Linked DNA regions of Mus musculus: region 2 is linked to region 1. Evidence: chromatin contacts called from public HiChIP or PLAC-seq data. All regions are on one chromosome and are shown on one strand. Each heading gives the region's core, a stretch centred on a gene start, on an enhancer-like site or on the middle of the called end of the contact. The rest is flanking DNA. Distances are from core to core; before and after follow the strand shown.

Region 1 (4,202 bases), core at 1,126-3,625:
ACCCTCACATGGAAATGTCTAAGATGTCTAAGGTGCTCCTGCAGCAGTGAGCAGGGCAGAGCAGCAGAAATACCCAAGGGACTCCACCCTCCCTGAAGAACTGCAGGCAACTAATGGTCGCTAGGGGGAAGGAAACATGGTCACTTGATAAAGTGCCCAAGCTCCTATAACTGACCCCTCACTGTGCCATAGTGTCACAAAATATATAGAGACATTAAGATGGGAGAAGGACACCAACTGGTAAAAGAGTCTACTCTGAATGCCTGGTGACCTGAGTTCTAGCCCCAGAACCAATGGTGGAAGGAGAGCACCAATTCCTGAAAGTTGTCCTCTGACCTTCACACACATACACGCGCACGCACGCACGCGCGCACACACACACTCTAAGGTTTTAGAGTAATGAAAATCGGAGGAGACTAGTTGGGCAGAGGAAGGGGATCAGATGGAATGACAGGGGACATGAAATGGTGTTGGGGTGAGCATGATCAGAATGTATGTATATATTATATATTATATTTCATATATATATGAAATATAATCTATTTGATATGTAATTAATAGAAGCTAATAAAAAACTGAAATACTCAAAGGTAAGGTTCACCCTGACACGGAGCCTAAAGCAGGGTGAGACTGCCTTCATCCTCCTGGCCAAGGACACAGTTAGTGGGGCTCAGACCTACATTTCCAGTGTTTGCTCTAGAAAGCCCTCTCTCTCCAGAGATGCCTGGCACAGGCCACTCAACATCACTAACTCCCTTCAGGTGGAGGGAGACCAGGCAGAGGACTGAGCACTGAAATCCCAGAATGCTGTACAAGGCAGAGCTGCCCGCAGCCAAATGCAGGCCAAGGGCTCCAAGGTAAGCCAGCTCTGCTCTAATGGAAACAGGAGGCCAGCCGGTGGGGAGGAGAGAAACTGGGCTAAGAGGCCAATGCTAGATTCAGATCCTGGCTCCTCTGCTCGCTGCAGAATGCCGCAAAAGGATCCAAAGGCTCCTCAGATGGAGTTTAGAGAAGCTGGGAACCCGCCAAACTTCAGGCAAACCACTGCCTTTAGCACTTGTCAGTTTTCAAAGTGGGGCCCGGCCCCCAAATCCTTTGGAGCCACTGTGCTGGTCTGTGGTCTTGGGAGAGAGTCCCTTTTCCCTGAGCCTCCATCTCGTCTGAATTGTGCTTGACGACAACAGCCCAAATGAAATCCCTTTCAGTCAATGCTATCTACTGAGGTAATGTTCTCTGAAGCAGGGCAACTGTTCTTTCCACATACAAACCCTTGCTTCACAGCAAGCATACTACAGACATCCCAGCCCACTTGGTACAGGTTGATCATGAGTCCTCTGTCCTTCCTGATAACCTCCACACATCTGTCCATCTTACATCTCACTCCAGACTCCTTGGTCTTTCTTATAAAAACAAAAACAACAACAACAACAAAAAAAAAAACAGACCTGTTGTTGTTGTTGTTGTTGTTTTTTAAAAAAGAATGTTCATGCGTGTGTGTGTGTGTGTGTGTGTGTGTGCACGCACACGTGCGTGTGTTCACACATGTGTGTGAGGGTATCCACAGAGGCCAGCAAAGAGCATCTGATCCCTTGGAGTTGGAATTATAGATGTTTGCAAGCCACGTGATATATGTGTGCTTGGATGTAAACTCTGTGGTCTTCAATGATAGAGCATCAAGGCTTTTTAGTCACTAAGGCATCTCTCCAACCCAGTGAAACACGGCTTTCCTACGATGTTCTCTGTAAGATCAAGGTGGTACCTCAGAATATGAGAGAGCTGAGGAAGGGACTCCCTTAGAGGCTGCATAGACTGGCTCTCTACAGCGAAGGTAGGTTCAGTCTTGGGGAGGTCTAGGTGACACCTTAAAAAAGCAAGAGTTAGGAATAAGACTTACTCCTGGGAGATAAGCATGAATGCTGGCCACTGGCTGAGTTCATCAGGAGAGAAACCCACACAAGGTCCAGCACGCTCAGCAGGAGAGGTGAGCCGCAATGAGCCTAAGGTCTACACAGACACTGGCAACCCTTGGAAGTAGAAAGCTGGGTGGGCTGAGGGTGCCAGGCAGAAGTTATGGGATGAGAAAAGATAAGGACCAGTGACAGACACCCTGATCTCAGAGACAGAGAGGACCCTGGGAAAGCTCACACAGCCCAGAGGGAGGCACTGGGAAGCTAGACCCAGCACACAGATCTACTAAAGGACTGAACAGAGACATGTCAAGGCCAAACACAGAGAGTGACTGTCCACCTTGGCATGAAGGTGAGCCTGAACCCTCTTTAGATCCCCAAGCACTGAAGGTGCCTACTTGAACTAGTGCTGACCTGGAAACCAGAGATTTAAGAGACTCCTCCAGTGTGAGTCTCAATCTAGCATTTGACCACATGAGGGCAGTAGAGACAACTCTGACTAGTGCAATGGTAGCACTCTAGTCTGCAGGGAGAAGTGCTTTCCTTCTTGGCCCAGTTGAGTGAGATGCACCTTCAAGGCTCCTGGGGTTTCACAGTTGGACAATAGACTTTTTTTTTCCACACCAAAGACGTGCCCATTGGAAAACACATCCTCACTCAGCAGGTCTCTGAGCAAGCCTGTGTCTGCCCCAGAATCCCACCTACCCTCTAGATTCCAGGAAAGTACTTTGTGGTCCAAGTAAGAGGCACAAGTACCATGGAAAGCAAATGTGACAAAAGATTTATCAGCTCAAGAAAACAAGTCCCTTAAAGACTCCTCACTGGGGAGGCTTTGGAATATCTGAAATCTATATGACCACCAGTACTTTTACATTGATATTCCAGTTAGGGCCTAGAGGAGAGGTAGCTGCTCCCTCAGCTCTTCCTCAGCTCACAGGCTCCCCTTACCTGTGATGGTGACTGAGCCGTGAGCATCTTGCTGCAACACCGGGTTGCGTACCAGGCAGCTGTAGGTGCCGTTAGCACCCAGCACCACCCTCAGCACGCTGTGAACATCGAACAAGCCCCGCTCGTTGGCCATCTGGGATGTGGTCACATTGCCAGTCAAGGGCACTCCCTGTCCATCCTTCCAGAACACCTCGGCCTCCGGATAGCCCTGGTAGCTAGAGCACGTGATGGTCACCATGTTCCCTGGACGTAGGTCCTTGTTGGGCTCCAGGGTCATGCTGGGCTTCGAGTAGGGGGCTGGAGGGTGGCAGAGGGCAGAGAGCGATGACAGTCAGCACAGGGGAATCCAATGGAGGAAGGACACAAGAGGCTGAGGGTCAGGAGCCAGCTCTGGGGCTTTCTTTGATGGTGGTATGAGCAGTGGGACAGGGGACGGGCTGCATGCAGGGGACAAGGAGTGGGGAATGCTCCCGCCTGTGACTCAGCTGCCACCTGCAGGCTGGCAGCAGCATTGCGAAAGTTCCGGATGCCCACAAAGCAGGGGAAGCTGCCCTCATCAGCTACATCCATGCACGGAACCCTCAAGAACACACTGCCCTGTGCCAGCGGGGAAGAATGCTGTGCTGCTGGGATAGGCCTGCCCTGGACCCAGCCCCCAGGGAAGCTGCACACCAACTATTTGGTGTCTGAGTTGCCAGATGAGATTAAAATGGGCCAGGCTGAAGCCAGGCTCGAGGGTGGGGGTGGGGTGGGGTTAGAGGGGGAGAGCAGCATAGGGTGGTGTCACTGCCCATCAGGGATACCCCAGGGTCTTCAGACCTGGACCTCCATGCCTCCTGAGTCAGAATCACAGAGACCAAGCATTAAGGAGGAATAGGACCTCTGCAGCCGTTCCACAGCCTCTTCCTCCATCAAAACCCAGGACTTCTTCCCTCTCATTCTCTCGAGACAGATTGAGTCTCATATCTGATTTTTCATAGCAGGCTGCTCTTGACTGACAAGAGCCATCTCTGGGATCCAGACTTGGGGTGATAGGATCATCGAGAGTCCCGCAAGAGCAAACCCCTTCCCCGCAGAACTCCTTTCCCTCTCCTGTGCGTGACCTGCTGACCCAGATGCAGCTCCATCCTTCCAGGAGGTCTCTACGGCCTTGGAGTCTGGGGAGTCAAGAAGGCCTTCGATCAGTGGCTCCTCGCTACCTGGAGAGCCCTCCCCCACCATCCTATCACAATCAAGCATCTCACTTGTTGGGAGACTGGAGATAAGGAACTAACTTCCTTTAACTTCAAGTGTGACTGATAAACGCTATAACCCTTTAAATTACTCCCCTTTAAGTTACTCCCCTTT
Region 2 (4,665 bases), core at 1,499-3,998, 320 kb after region 1:
TTTACCTAAAAATCTTTCTGAAACGTCTTACCTCTCTACCCCACCCCCACCCCATCTCTTCCCTAGGCGACTCCAGCAGCCTTCTAAGTCCTGCCTGGTGTTCCTCCATCTGTTTATTGAGAGGCATTTCTCCAAAACACAACTCCAAATGTGCAGGCTGCCTCTGTCACAATGGCTGGCCAGGAGGCTACTGTCCTGCCAGGCCTGTCTACTGGGCTGCTGTTAAACAAACAAACAAACAAGCAAACAAAACTCAGCCGGGAGAAGTGGTATATGCTTTGAGTCCCTGCAGAGGCAGAGGCAGAGAGGCAGAGAGGCAGAGAGGCAGAGAGGCAGAGAGGCAGAGAGGCAGAGAGGCAGAGAGGCAGAGAGGCAGAGAGGCAGAGGCAGGCAGATCTTCATGAGCTGGAGGCAAGCCTGGTTTACAAAGTGAGTTTCAGGCAGAACATCCAGGACTCTACACAGAGAAACCCTGTGTCAAAAAAACAAAAACAAAACCACCACCACCACCACCATCACCACTACCACCACCACCACCAAATCTCAAGGTCTCAGCTGAGGCCATATCTATCTACAGACACAGCTTGCAAAGAGTCAGGTGTTCTCACTTGCACTTCCTGTATTGTGCCCCATTGCAGCTCTGTCTGTTACTGGGCCTATTTCTCCTGGCAGGAGTTGGTGACTCCAATATGCTTAGAGGAAACTAGTTAACCCCACCCTCCTAGTCATTGTGGCTATAGTCAGCCCTGTTCCCACTCATCTTTATAGTTTTGGGCATGGTGAGGACCAACCATGGATGGAAGCCTCCTTCCTTTTCTCCCTACCTCCATCACCCCGCAGAGCTGGGAGTCAGGGCCATTATTTTGGGTACCGTGTGCTTACATTACATTGAGCCCAAGTTAGCTAAGAAAGCCCCAGGGTTGGAGTGTGCCTCTGGCTACCAGCCTGGGGTGCCTGGAGGTGACTCCTGTCTCTCTCCCCCGTCTCAGTATAAACAGGTGGAGCAGTACATGTCCTTCCACAAGCTCCCGCCTGACACCCGACAGCGCATCCATGACTACTATGAACACCGCTACCAAGGCAAGATGTTTGATGAGGAAAGCATCCTGGGTGAGCTGAGTGAGCCACTTCGAGAGGTGAGCTGCAGACAGCCTGGGTGGGTGGTGGCGGTGCCAGGCCTCGCTGGCACACAGTTCCCTGACCTTCTTCTTTCTTTGTGTCCCAACCTTTGCTGTACGTGGAGCAGGAGATCATCAACTTTAACTGCCGAAAGCTGGTGGCATCCATGCCACTGTTTGCCAACGCAGATCCCAACTTTGTGACATCCATGCTGACCAAGTTGCGTTTCGAGGTCTTCCAGCCTGGGGATTACATCATCCGCGAAGGCACCATCGGCAAGAAGATGTACTTTATCCAGCACGGCGTGGTCAGCGTGCTCACTAAGGGCAACAAAGAGACCAAGCTGGCTGATGGCTCCTATTTTGGAGGTGAGACAGCCAGGGGGCCCCAGGAGAACATGGGTGACTGGGAGCTAAGCTAGAGGGATACCCTAAGATCAGAAGCTTGGAGGGACCCTTTATAGCCACAGCCTGGGCATCTGTGAGGCCAGTATAGGGGTGTCTGTCTGTGCAGTCTGCTTTAGTAGAGTACTTAAGACTGGTGGCTTATAAACCATAGAAACTGGATTCTTAGCTCTGGAGGCTGGGAGTCACAGGCCAGGGTGCAAGTGTGGTAGGTTCCATTGAGGGTTCTCTTAGTGGTAGACTGTTGTGGTTTTGTTGTCTCAGATGGCAGGAAGAGCACTTGTGTTGTTTCCTTAGCTTCTTCTATTATATTTGCGTGTATGCCTGAGCCTGCATATACCCAACCATACCTACCTATTCCCACATACCACCATGCCCGTGTAGAGGTTAGGGCACAACTTGGGCAGTCAAGTCTCTCCTACCATGTGGGTCCTGGGTATCCAACTCACGTTATCAGACTTGGCCCGGAAGTGCCATACTGCTGAGCCATCTGACTTGCCCCTTCTCTAGCCTCTTCTATAAAGGTATGAATCACCTCCCAAAGCCCCACCTCTAAGTTCCAGATCACCTTGAGACCAGGGGTTGGCCCCAGAGAGAGAAACAACTAGACACCCAGTTGATAGGGGTGCTGCTGGTACCCAGTATGACTACAACCTATCAGGCAGCCTAGTGAGTTCATTGTACCAACTACCAGTGGAGACTAAGGTCAGAATCACGCAGCTCTGGGAGGCCTGGAAATTTCCTGTCGGATTGACCCTGAGCCCTGCTGTGCTCACAGAGATCTGCTTGCTGACCCGGGGTCGGCGCACAGCCAGCGTCAGAGCGGATACTTATTGCCGCCTCTACTCACTGAGCGTGGACAACTTCAATGAGGTGCTGGAGGAGTATCCCATGATGCGGAGGGCCTTCGAGACGGTTGCGCTGGACCGCCTGGACCGCATAGGTGAGGAGCAGGATGTGCAGGCGGGAGGGCAGGGCGGCAAGCATGCAGACTCCAAGTCTCCTTTCCTGGGCGTGGCCTGAGTGTCTGGCTCTTGTTCTATGGCTCAGGCAAGAAGAACTCCATCCTCCTCCACAAGGTGCAGCACGACCTCAACTCAGGCGTCTTCAACTACCAAGAGAACGAGATCATCCAGCAGATCGTGCGGCATGACCGTGAGATGGCCCACTGTGCTCACCGCGTCCAGGCTGCCGCCTCAGCCACCCCAACCCCCACGCCTGTTATATGGACCCCGCTGATCCAGGCGCCACTGCAGGCTGCTGCTGCTACTACTTCGGTGGCCATAGCCCTCACACACCACCCCCGCCTGCCCGCCGCCATCTTCCGGCCCCCTCCCGGACCTGGGCTGGGCAACCTTGGGGCTGGACAGACACCGAGGCACCCAAGGAGGCTGCAGTCCTTGATCCCTTCAGCTCTGGGCTCTGCTTCACCCGCCAGCAGCCCCTCACAGGTGGACACACCGTCTTCATCCTCCTTCCACATCCAACAGCTGGCTGGATTCTCTGCACCTCCTGGATTGAGCCCTCTCCTGCCCTCCTCTAGCTCTTCCCCACCTCCAGGAGCCTGCGGTTCCCCACCAGCCCCCACACCCTCCACCTCCACTGCCGCCGCCGCCTCCACCACTGGGTTCGGCCACTTTCACAAGGCGCTGGGTGGCTCCCTGTCATCCTCTGACTCCCCGCTGCTCACCCCACTGCAACCAGGCGCTCGCTCTCCACAGGCTGCCCAGCCACCACCCCCACTGCCTGGGGCCCGAGGAGGTCTGGGACTCCTGGAGCACTTCTTGCCGCCCCCACCCTCCTCCAGGTCACCATCATCCAGCCCTGGGCAGCTGGGCCAGCCTCCTGGAGAGTTGTCCCTAGGTCTGGCAGCTGGTCCATCAAGTACACCAGAGACACCCCCACGGCCTGAGCGACCATCCTTCATGGCAGGGGCCTCTGGAGGGGCTTCTCCTGTAGCCTTTACCCCCCGAGGAGGCCTCAGTCCTCCGGGCCACAGCCCGGGGCCCCCAAGAACTTTCCCGAGTGCCCCACCCCGGGCCTCTGGCTCCCATGGTTCCCTGCTCCTGCCACCTGCATCCAGCCCTCCACCTCCCCAGGTCCCACAGCGCAGGGGCACACCACCCCTCACCCCTGGCCGCCTCACACAGGACCTGAAGCTCATCTCAGCCTCTCAGCCAGCCCTCCCCCAGGATGGGGCACAGACTCTCCGCAGGGCCTCGCCTCACTCCTCAGGGGAGTCGGTGGCTGCCTTCTCACTCTACCCCAGAGCTGGGGGTGGCAGTGGGAGTAGTGGGGGCCTTGGGCCTCCTGGAAGGCCATATGGTGCCATCCCAGGCCAACATGTCACTTTGCCTCGGAAGACATCCTCAGGTTCTTTGCCACCCCCACTTTCTTTGTTTGGGGCAAGAGCCGCCTCTTCTGGAGGGCCCCCTCTGACTACTGCTGCACCCCAGAGGGAACCTGGCGCTAGGTCTGAGCCAGTACGCTCCAAACTGCCGTCTAATTTATGAGCTGGGCCCTCCCTCCCTCTTCTTTTTCTTGCTCCTTTCTTCCTTCAGGTTTAACTGTGATTAGGAGATATACCAACAACAATAATAACCATAAAAAAACATACCCCAGAAAAACAAAAAGACAGCAGAAAATAACCAGGTATTCTTAGAGCTATAGATTTTTGGTCACTTGCTTTTATAGACTATTTTAATACTCAGCACTAGAGGGAGAGAGGGAGGGAGGGAGGGAGGGGGGAGCAGACAAGGCCCAAAGGCAACAGCCAAAGGAAGACAGGCGGGGTCTCTGGGGACAGGGCAGGGGTGGGGTGACCCGTGTTTGGGTCCTAGCATAGACCTGTCATTGTATTGTTCTGTAGAGCAAGAGCTACCTACCATCAATCAGTTCCTTGGCTGTGAACTTGGAGCCCACTCTGCTGGGGGCTGCCCTGGAGTGTGTTCCCAGGAGCCTCCTGCGCCCAAGTTCCTTGGGACACACAGGGCCCTTGAGGGCCTTGCTTTTTTTTTTTCTACTGTAAACGTAGCAAGATATGTATATGAATATGTATATGTATGTAAGATGTGTCTATGTATAGCTATGTAGTGCTCTGTAGAGCCGTGTAGATATCAGCTTCCATGTGTGCACATTCGTG

Evidence for each region. HiChIP or PLAC-seq counts read pairs in DNA pulled down with a chosen protein or histone mark.
Region 2: an H3K27ac HiChIP or PLAC-seq map of differentiating embryonic stem cells shows a contact between it and region 1, with 4 times the contacts expected there. The contact joins two enhancer-like sites. A contact is called at or near these places in 11 of 484 Hi-C or Micro-C datasets (Sertoli cells, brain, brown adipocytes and 4 more), 13 of 115 datasets of contacts at active chromatin or transcription factors (SST interneurons, T-cell acute lymphoblastic leukemia, cardiomyocytes and 10 more) and 1 of 9 other capture datasets (embryonic stem cells).

The regions. Positions count from the first base shown.
Region 1 is chr9:58,532,601-58,536,802 of GRCm38.p6, forward strand. It overlaps Cd276 (CD276 antigen), which reads right to left. Exons shown (of 8, transcript NM_133983.4): 4 at 2,856-3,152. It overlaps Gm51678 (a long non-coding RNA gene), which reads left to right. Exons shown (of 2, transcript XR_003948170.1): 2 at 1-1,415. Among named protein-coding and RNA genes, the nearest start is that of Gm51678, 8.3 kb to the left of the region's middle. Within about 2 kb of position 2,376, at least 18 of the 459 cell types and tissues checked have an H3K27ac peak or open chromatin away from gene starts, as enhancers often do.
Region 2 is chr9:58,856,728-58,861,392 of GRCm38.p6, forward strand. Hcn4 (hyperpolarization-activated, cyclic nucleotide-gated K+ 4) reads left to right here. Exons shown (of 8, transcript NM_001081192.3): 5 at 990-1,136; 6 at 1,247-1,487; 7 at 2,302-2,466; 8 at 2,574-4,665. The coding sequence ends at 4,036. Among named protein-coding and RNA genes, the nearest start is that of Hcn4, 36 kb to the left of the region's middle. Within about 2 kb of position 2,749, at least 10 of the 459 cell types and tissues checked have an H3K27ac peak or open chromatin away from gene starts, as enhancers often do.